Linked DNA regions of Gadus morhua: region 2 is linked to region 1. The links are chromatin contacts, called in public Hi-C maps. All regions are on one chromosome and are shown on one strand. The core of a region is the stretch at or near the end of the contact, and the rest is flanking DNA. Distances in the headings are between cores, read along the strand shown. Region 1 holds the start of LOC115553855 (pituitary tumor-transforming gene 1 protein-interacting protein). Region 2 holds the start of LOC115553604 (trafficking kinesin-binding protein 1).

Evidence for each region. Hi-C and Micro-C count contacts between places; a contact is called where the count stands out from the background.
Region 2: a contact with region 1 is called in a Hi-C map of gill, with 3 times the contacts expected there. The contact joins the promoter of LOC115553604 here to the promoter of LOC115553855 in region 1. A contact is called at or near these places in 3 of 6 Hi-C or Micro-C datasets (blood, gill and heart).

What each region holds. Positions count from the first base shown.
Region 1 is chr11:18,186,630-18,190,170 of gadMor3.0, reverse strand. It overlaps LOC115553855 (pituitary tumor-transforming gene 1 protein-interacting protein), which reads right to left and starts at 1,787. Exons shown (of 7, transcript XM_030370378.1): 1 at 1,774-1,787; 2 at 1,440-1,485; 3 at 1,216-1,324; 4 at 160-268. The coding sequence starts at 1,787.
Region 2 is chr11:18,364,702-18,368,140 of gadMor3.0, reverse strand. It overlaps LOC115553604 (trafficking kinesin-binding protein 1), which reads right to left and starts at 1,451. Exons shown (of 16, transcript XM_030369995.1): 1 at 1,247-1,451.

The DNA.
Region 1 (3,541 bases), core at 538-3,037:
TGGATACTGTATTTTGATGCTTTGTATTAATAAGCATTTCCCTGGTGGTTCCATTTTACGGTTTGCTTCAAAGCGCTATAAAAGGGCAATTTAACCATCAATTGTTTTCCTTTGGGTAACAGCAGCAGCCTGTTTATGTCACCTTTTGTTTAGTCTTACCCTGAACGACATCTCCTACAGCAGCAGCACCAACAGCAGCATACAGAAATGGCGATTAGGATGCTCCCTGCCAGCATTGCCATGGTGATAATCAGGACCTCAAAGTTCACTGTGACAGAAAAAAACAAAAAAGACGCATAGTGAACATCTGCCCTCGTCATCTGGAACCCAATAATGTCAAGGAAATATTTTGACAATTGCTAGAAAACATACTGAGTGCATAATGTGACAGGTTGTGTTTCACACATGAGGCAGAAAACGAAACCTTCTTATTAACTCCTATTAATGAAATATAAAAAAATGCTGAAGAATAAAATTATGGGTTGCCTCAAAAATAGCTCTGGCGAACCACAAAAGCAAGTTGCAGTTGACCGATGAAGCAATGCTGCCACCCAGTGTCAATGTAGCGCAACTACACCTATTGCATTTGTGAAAATGAAACTAAACGAAACTTAAGACACCAGACTGCTCTAGCACATATTTGCATGTTGGAAAGTTGGGGTTATTTTTGGACAATCCACCAAACAAACACCTTTAACTTTTGTTTGATATTACTTGTGCCTAGAGACAGGAATCGAGTCTTATAAACCTATGCTTCGATTAAAGTAAGAACACAAAAGGAGAAAATACCATATATAACTCTCATGTTAACACAAAAAAGTGTGTGTGCGTGCGCGTGTGTGTGTGTGTGTGTGTGTGTGTGTGTGTGTGTGTGTGTGTGTGTGTGTGTGTGTGTGTGTGTGTGTGTGTGGTGTGTGTGTGCGCGCGCGCGCGTCCCAGCACATGAAAAAGCTTTAAATAAGAAGACGAGAGCAAAGTACGTTTCTCTCGTGTTAACACAAAAACACATTTCAGCAAACCCGAAGAAGTGATGTTTGGGAAGCTCCTCCCCAAATAATGTCATGATGAAACTAACATAAATGGATAAATGCATAGTGAACATTTGTCTCTATTTGACTGCAACATGTCCCAGTTAAAAAAAAACTCTTGAGGTGATACACATGTTTACTGGTGCATGTGCTTGTGCGTGTGCGTCCCAGTAGACGCAGCACCCACCCCAGCAGACTCCCCAGCGCGCGTCGGACAGCTTGCATTCCGCTGAGGAAGGGAGCAGGTGGCTCACGGGGTAATCCGTACAGGTGTCGTTGGTGTAACACCATAAACACTACGCAGAAAGCAAAAACATGTCAATAACCAAAGTGATTTTGATAGTGATCTTCGTTATGATCTCCACACACAGCCACACAATGTAATGAACCAGAAGGTCCTCTGGGCCTTACCTTGGATGACTGGAGACAGGAGTTGCATGTTGTGGATGCAGAACAGCTGGGAAAATGAAACGAAATTTAGAGACTTACTGAGGCTGACCTTTGTGCCAAATGATGACTACTTCTACTTTCCCCAGTTGGATTTGATGGCTGATCGCAGTGTGACGCATTTTAAAGACAGTATGCCTTGCAACAAGTGCTACAGAAATGCAAGGACTGCATGTGGAAAACAAAGCTTATAAAGTAGTAGTGTTAGAATTGTGAATATTAGTAGTATGACTAGTGTAGTAGTACTAGTACAAGTATAAAAGTTGGTGCTTACGCTTCGCTGGAGGTGTGACGTTACCGTCCGTTTGGCATTCCGTCTGGCCGATGAAAACGAACAAAACTACTGTGAAGAACACCGACATGGCGACACAATTTTTGTGTGAATGATTCATATTCGTCATTCAATCGAGCAGGGTAAACGTTAAATAACAGTGGTCATCAAATCGGTCTAATCCAGGGGTTCTCGTTCTCGCCCTTCTGATCCTGTGGTGTTATCGCTGATGAACTGGTACTTCCTGGATGTGTTGAGGTGGGCGTGTCAGTCACGTGCCAAGCCTGGCGGGGGGAGCTTGCCTTCAGCCTTCATGGTAGCAATGGAGAGAGGACCGTGAATTTTGGCGTTATCCCGGTCTACCGCAACGATATTTCCCGTCTCTTATTTCGTACGTAAATAAACAGTCCCGGATGAGAATAAAATGACCATTACAAAAAACTACAATGACAAGAAGAATAGGTATTAATTCTAACCCTTGATTGAAAATGTGAAAAGCAATATCCGACACATTTATCTATCGAAAGTCCCGACCCTCTCTCTCCATCTCTCACCGCTAAACGTATGTAACGAAAGATCCTTCCTCCCTCTAGCGCTGATTTGGAGCGACCCGTTCCAGTCATTAACAGGTTTTGTTATTCTTGATCAATAGTAGCCGCTCATTATGTTTAATATACTACCTATCTTTAAGATTCGATCCAACAGGTAACCAGTAGCCTATCTACCGATTTGCAATCTATCTGATCGTGGTAAATACTACATACATTTTTATTTGTGATATATTTCCATGCATACTGGTCTTGGATCACATCAAAGCATTATTGCCAATTCCATTAACCTACATTTCGTAACGAGAAAGGAAAGACAAGTTGCAATGTCTCTATGTCGTGAGGCAACCAGTAACTAATCGTTATGCGGTTCTTTTCCTTGTGATTATTTAGTAGAACGAGTTTCAGGAAAATTTAAATTAATGTATAGAAGTTTTGGGAGGGCACTGATCAATTACATTAAGCTCCACTGGTTCTGATTAGAAGTTTGGCTGATCAGTTAGTAAATAAATATTAATGTATATGAATGCCATATAAATTGTCCCATCTGTCGTTTAGACGCATATTTTTGGAATATACAAAGTTTAGTTTCGTTGTTTTGGCCATACTGGACTGGAGTACATTCGCCACTAGGTGGCGGTAGGATTCTAGGCAAGGATGCAAACGGTCGGTCAGAACATAGAGGTAGGAGGGCGCCAAAAACGAGGAACCGCATGGCAAAGTGTATACAGAATGAATTGGCATGTTTTTTAATGGAGTGTAGGCCTACTTTACTTCTCCTAGCCATTTTTTCTGACATGCATTACATGTGTACATTTGTGACATGATGCTGCAAATACATTTTCCCTTTATGTCCCAATTTTTTTAGACACTAGGCCTATACAAAATGCGTTTAAGAAGAATTCACGCTCTTTGTTTCAACATAGTTTGCCCAACAATGTCTTTCATATCGAGTGTCAATCTGTGCACTAATTTTTCTAAATATATAAGATATCTCTTTGAGTAAAATATTTAATTTGCGCTTGCATCTGTCATGCATCACAATTAAAGGGAACCAACTGAATGGTTGAACCTTCTGAATCCCGTCTCATGTGTTGGACATATGCTTCACCTGGCCGCTGTTTCCCCTCAGAGAACTAAAACGGCAATAGCAGCTGTCCTATTCATCAAATCCTGTGTAAAAAAAATGAACAAAAGATGTTCCCTTTTTGTTGCAGAAAATTACCTCAATTATGGTACAAATTGAT
Region 2 (3,439 bases), core at 202-2,701, 180 kb before region 1:
AATTCAAACTCTGACTCAATCTGAATTTCTGCCAATAACACTGAAGGCCTGTACTATACTGATCTAGGACAAAATAATGTCAAAACAATTGCATGAAATTCTCTGCAAAAAAACAAAGAAAGTCTTCCCCAAGCACACACGCACACACACACACACACACACGCACACGCACACACACACACACACACACACACACACACACACACACACACAGTGTGTTGCATTTATTAGAACTCTTCTCTCCCAACTGTACTACTGACCCAATTCTTTATTTTACCACTGAATGGTAGAACCACAGAAAATTTTCCCCTAACCCCCTATCATCATTAATCTCAGAATTAATCCATTATACTTTTCAGAACGCACAAACACATATGCACTCGCAAAGACAAAGATGAGAGAGTCTAAAGAATATAGTATTGTAGCGAGCGGTCAGGGAATTGATCGCCACAGTATAAATTAAACTTTACTGTTGTAGGAACAAATAGATACCAGCAGATGGCCCTAATTACTTAATAACATATCAGTAACTTATGTTACGCTATCCATGTCTTGTCAAATAAGCCTTCATTACAGGAATACCCAGAATATACGCTGACCATCTAAAAGTGTTGTACATTTACGAATTATAATATACTAAACCACAATTGAGAGTTTAAAGGCACCCTTATAATAAAAATAACAATAAACAAAACAATAATTTAAGGCCATCTCCAGCCAAATCTTGAGGTAGAGGGAATTACATTTGAGAAAAAAGGAGAAAAAAGAGAACCCTAGGAAGACTTGTATCCTATGTGCATTGAAAACAAAATGTACATTTGTATCCAATGTGGATGATGTGGGATGTTCCCAAGAGTTCTGCCAAGAACTCTCGGGGGAGGAAGTAAATATAAATGGGGTCACAGGGAAAGGTCAGTTTCTCACAACACACACACACACACACACACACACACACACACACACACACACACACACACACACAAACACACACACATGCGTGTGTGGTTTGGGGGTGTGTGTCTACTGTCCACACAACAGTCGTATACTGTGTCTGGGAAAGGAATATGTCTCGGCACATTCCATGCAATAACATTAGGAATAACACCCCCCTAATTTTAATGTTGTTCAACGCACCAATCAACTTAACGCAATTAATTAATTGATTCACTGACAACCTCGCCCGAATATCAGAACCGTAATACATAAGCTGGGTGTCGGTGAACAAGGAGACAGTGTTTGACCTTACCTGTAATCGTTTCAGCGTCTCTGTACTGGGCTGTGCACTCCGGGGGCGTGGCCTCAGCGACATACTGCTCTTCGCAGCTGGCCGTGCTGAGCCCTGGACTAGAGAGCCAGAGCCTGTGTTTGCAGAACCGCTCAGGGGGCGGGGTCGATGAGCCAGACCAGGTGGGTTGAGGCGGAGCGTGCAGGTCCAGCTTGGCACCGATTGGTCACTGATCGACAGCAGGACTAGCCATTTATGAAAGTCAGAGGGTCAGTGAGTGTTTCCCGTTATATCCTTCTTGGAACAAGAAGCTGTTCCAGAAGTCACTCGTCCAGAAGTCACACATCTGAAAAGAGGAAAAGAAGTCTAGTGAATGATCAGTCACTTGTTAAACACTAACACGTGTCATGTCCTACTGTATGGTTTGATCCATGCCCACATGACAAGCTGTGGTCAACAAACTACAAACTGCGGGTCGTAGGGGGACACAGTGGGTCACTCACGGGATCATGGCCACAATACACTTCAATTGCATATTTGAAGGCTGAAAAGGGGAATACTGTAACCATGAACAGCACCTCTAGAAAAACAATAATATTTTTTGACATTGTAAGGAGATGTAATGCTTATTAGGCATCAAATATTTAGTTGGTCGTGGGCCAAAAGTAGTGTCAGCCCCCCAAAGCTTATGATTAGATGAAACAGTAAAACCTTTACCTTTAACCATTGCATTATAGCAGCCGGTACCAAATCATTCTTGAGACATTATACACCAGTGCCATGTAGACTAGGGTTTACTACACCATTTTACAACACCACCACCATCGCCAACAAACACAATTATTACAATGCTCTCACAAGTACAGGATGGGATAGGTGAGCAAATGTGTTTTGATAATTTACCGAGGACTTTTTGAAAAATGAATATGAATATGCTTCCTGTAACGTTGGTCATTATAGAGTTTGCTATTATCTAACTCAGTGGTTTTGAACCTTTGACATGAGGTGGACCATTATATTGTCATCTAGACCTTTAATGGACCACCTCAAACAGTAAAAATAGATAAATACACATACAGTGACTGAGCAAAGAGTGACAGTCCCCAAGACTTGCTAGAAGACAAAATGAGTGGAAAATGCTGTTTATGGTCCAAGTGTGTTTATTTAGCAAACACAAAGCAACACAAAACAGAAATCAAAAACATACCAGTGGAAAATTTAGGACGGAAACCACAAGGCAGGTACCACCTACAGTACCCTCATGCAAGTTGAAAAACCCTGATCCAACGATCCATTGTGTTTATCAAAAAATAAGTGCATTCAATGTCAAGGAAGGGCTTCCTGGCATTCTGTGTGTGTGTGTGTGTGTGTGTGTGTGTGTGTGTGTGTGTGTGTGTGTGTGTGTGTGTGTGTGTGTGTGTGTGTGTGTGTGTGTGTGTGTGTGTGTGTGTGTGTGTGTGTGTGTGCGTGCGTGTGTGCGTGCGTGCGAGTGAGAGAGGCTAATGGAGTATTTGTTGGTATGTTGAGTGAGTTATTTCAGAGTGACTGAATATGACCACAACATGTTGTCATATTGTATACAGAGACAAAACCAAGAATGTTTTAAAACCAGTGTTATCCAAGACAGTCTCTCACGACCATAGGAGTTAGCACACTGTAAAGTATGTCTAAAACAGTTGTTGTTACTGGGAATAACAGAAACAATTAAGAACAAAACGCAAAGGCATTCATTACCAGCATTTCCTTCACACCAAGAACAATCTAGCCCAAAATCTAACTTTGGCAGGTTCTATGAGGTTTTATGAGGTTAACATTATCTCGAATAGTCTTTCACTTTCAGGAATCTGAACTTTGAACACAATAATTGGTTTAGATTAATCAGTGTGTTGTACCTTTCCTTACCCTAGTTTCGTGGAAATAGTAATCGTACTGAATTCCTTGTTGTGTAGATACCTATAACTGCCTTGCAGCCTTGCTTGCAGCCTTGCAGACATGACAACTTCACCCGTAAGATATAACAAATTAATTTGGTGTCTCTTGCCATGGCTGACTTCAGCCATGGCCAATCCTAAAATCTCCACGATGGTCACTTCCCCTCAATTTGGTTCCTTTGTTTATACTGCCGATGATGTGAAAGTTTCCGCTAAGAGTCATGTACACCCATTGTAACATTGGCTATATGCTTGTTAAATCGCTGCCTGTATCTTCCCATTA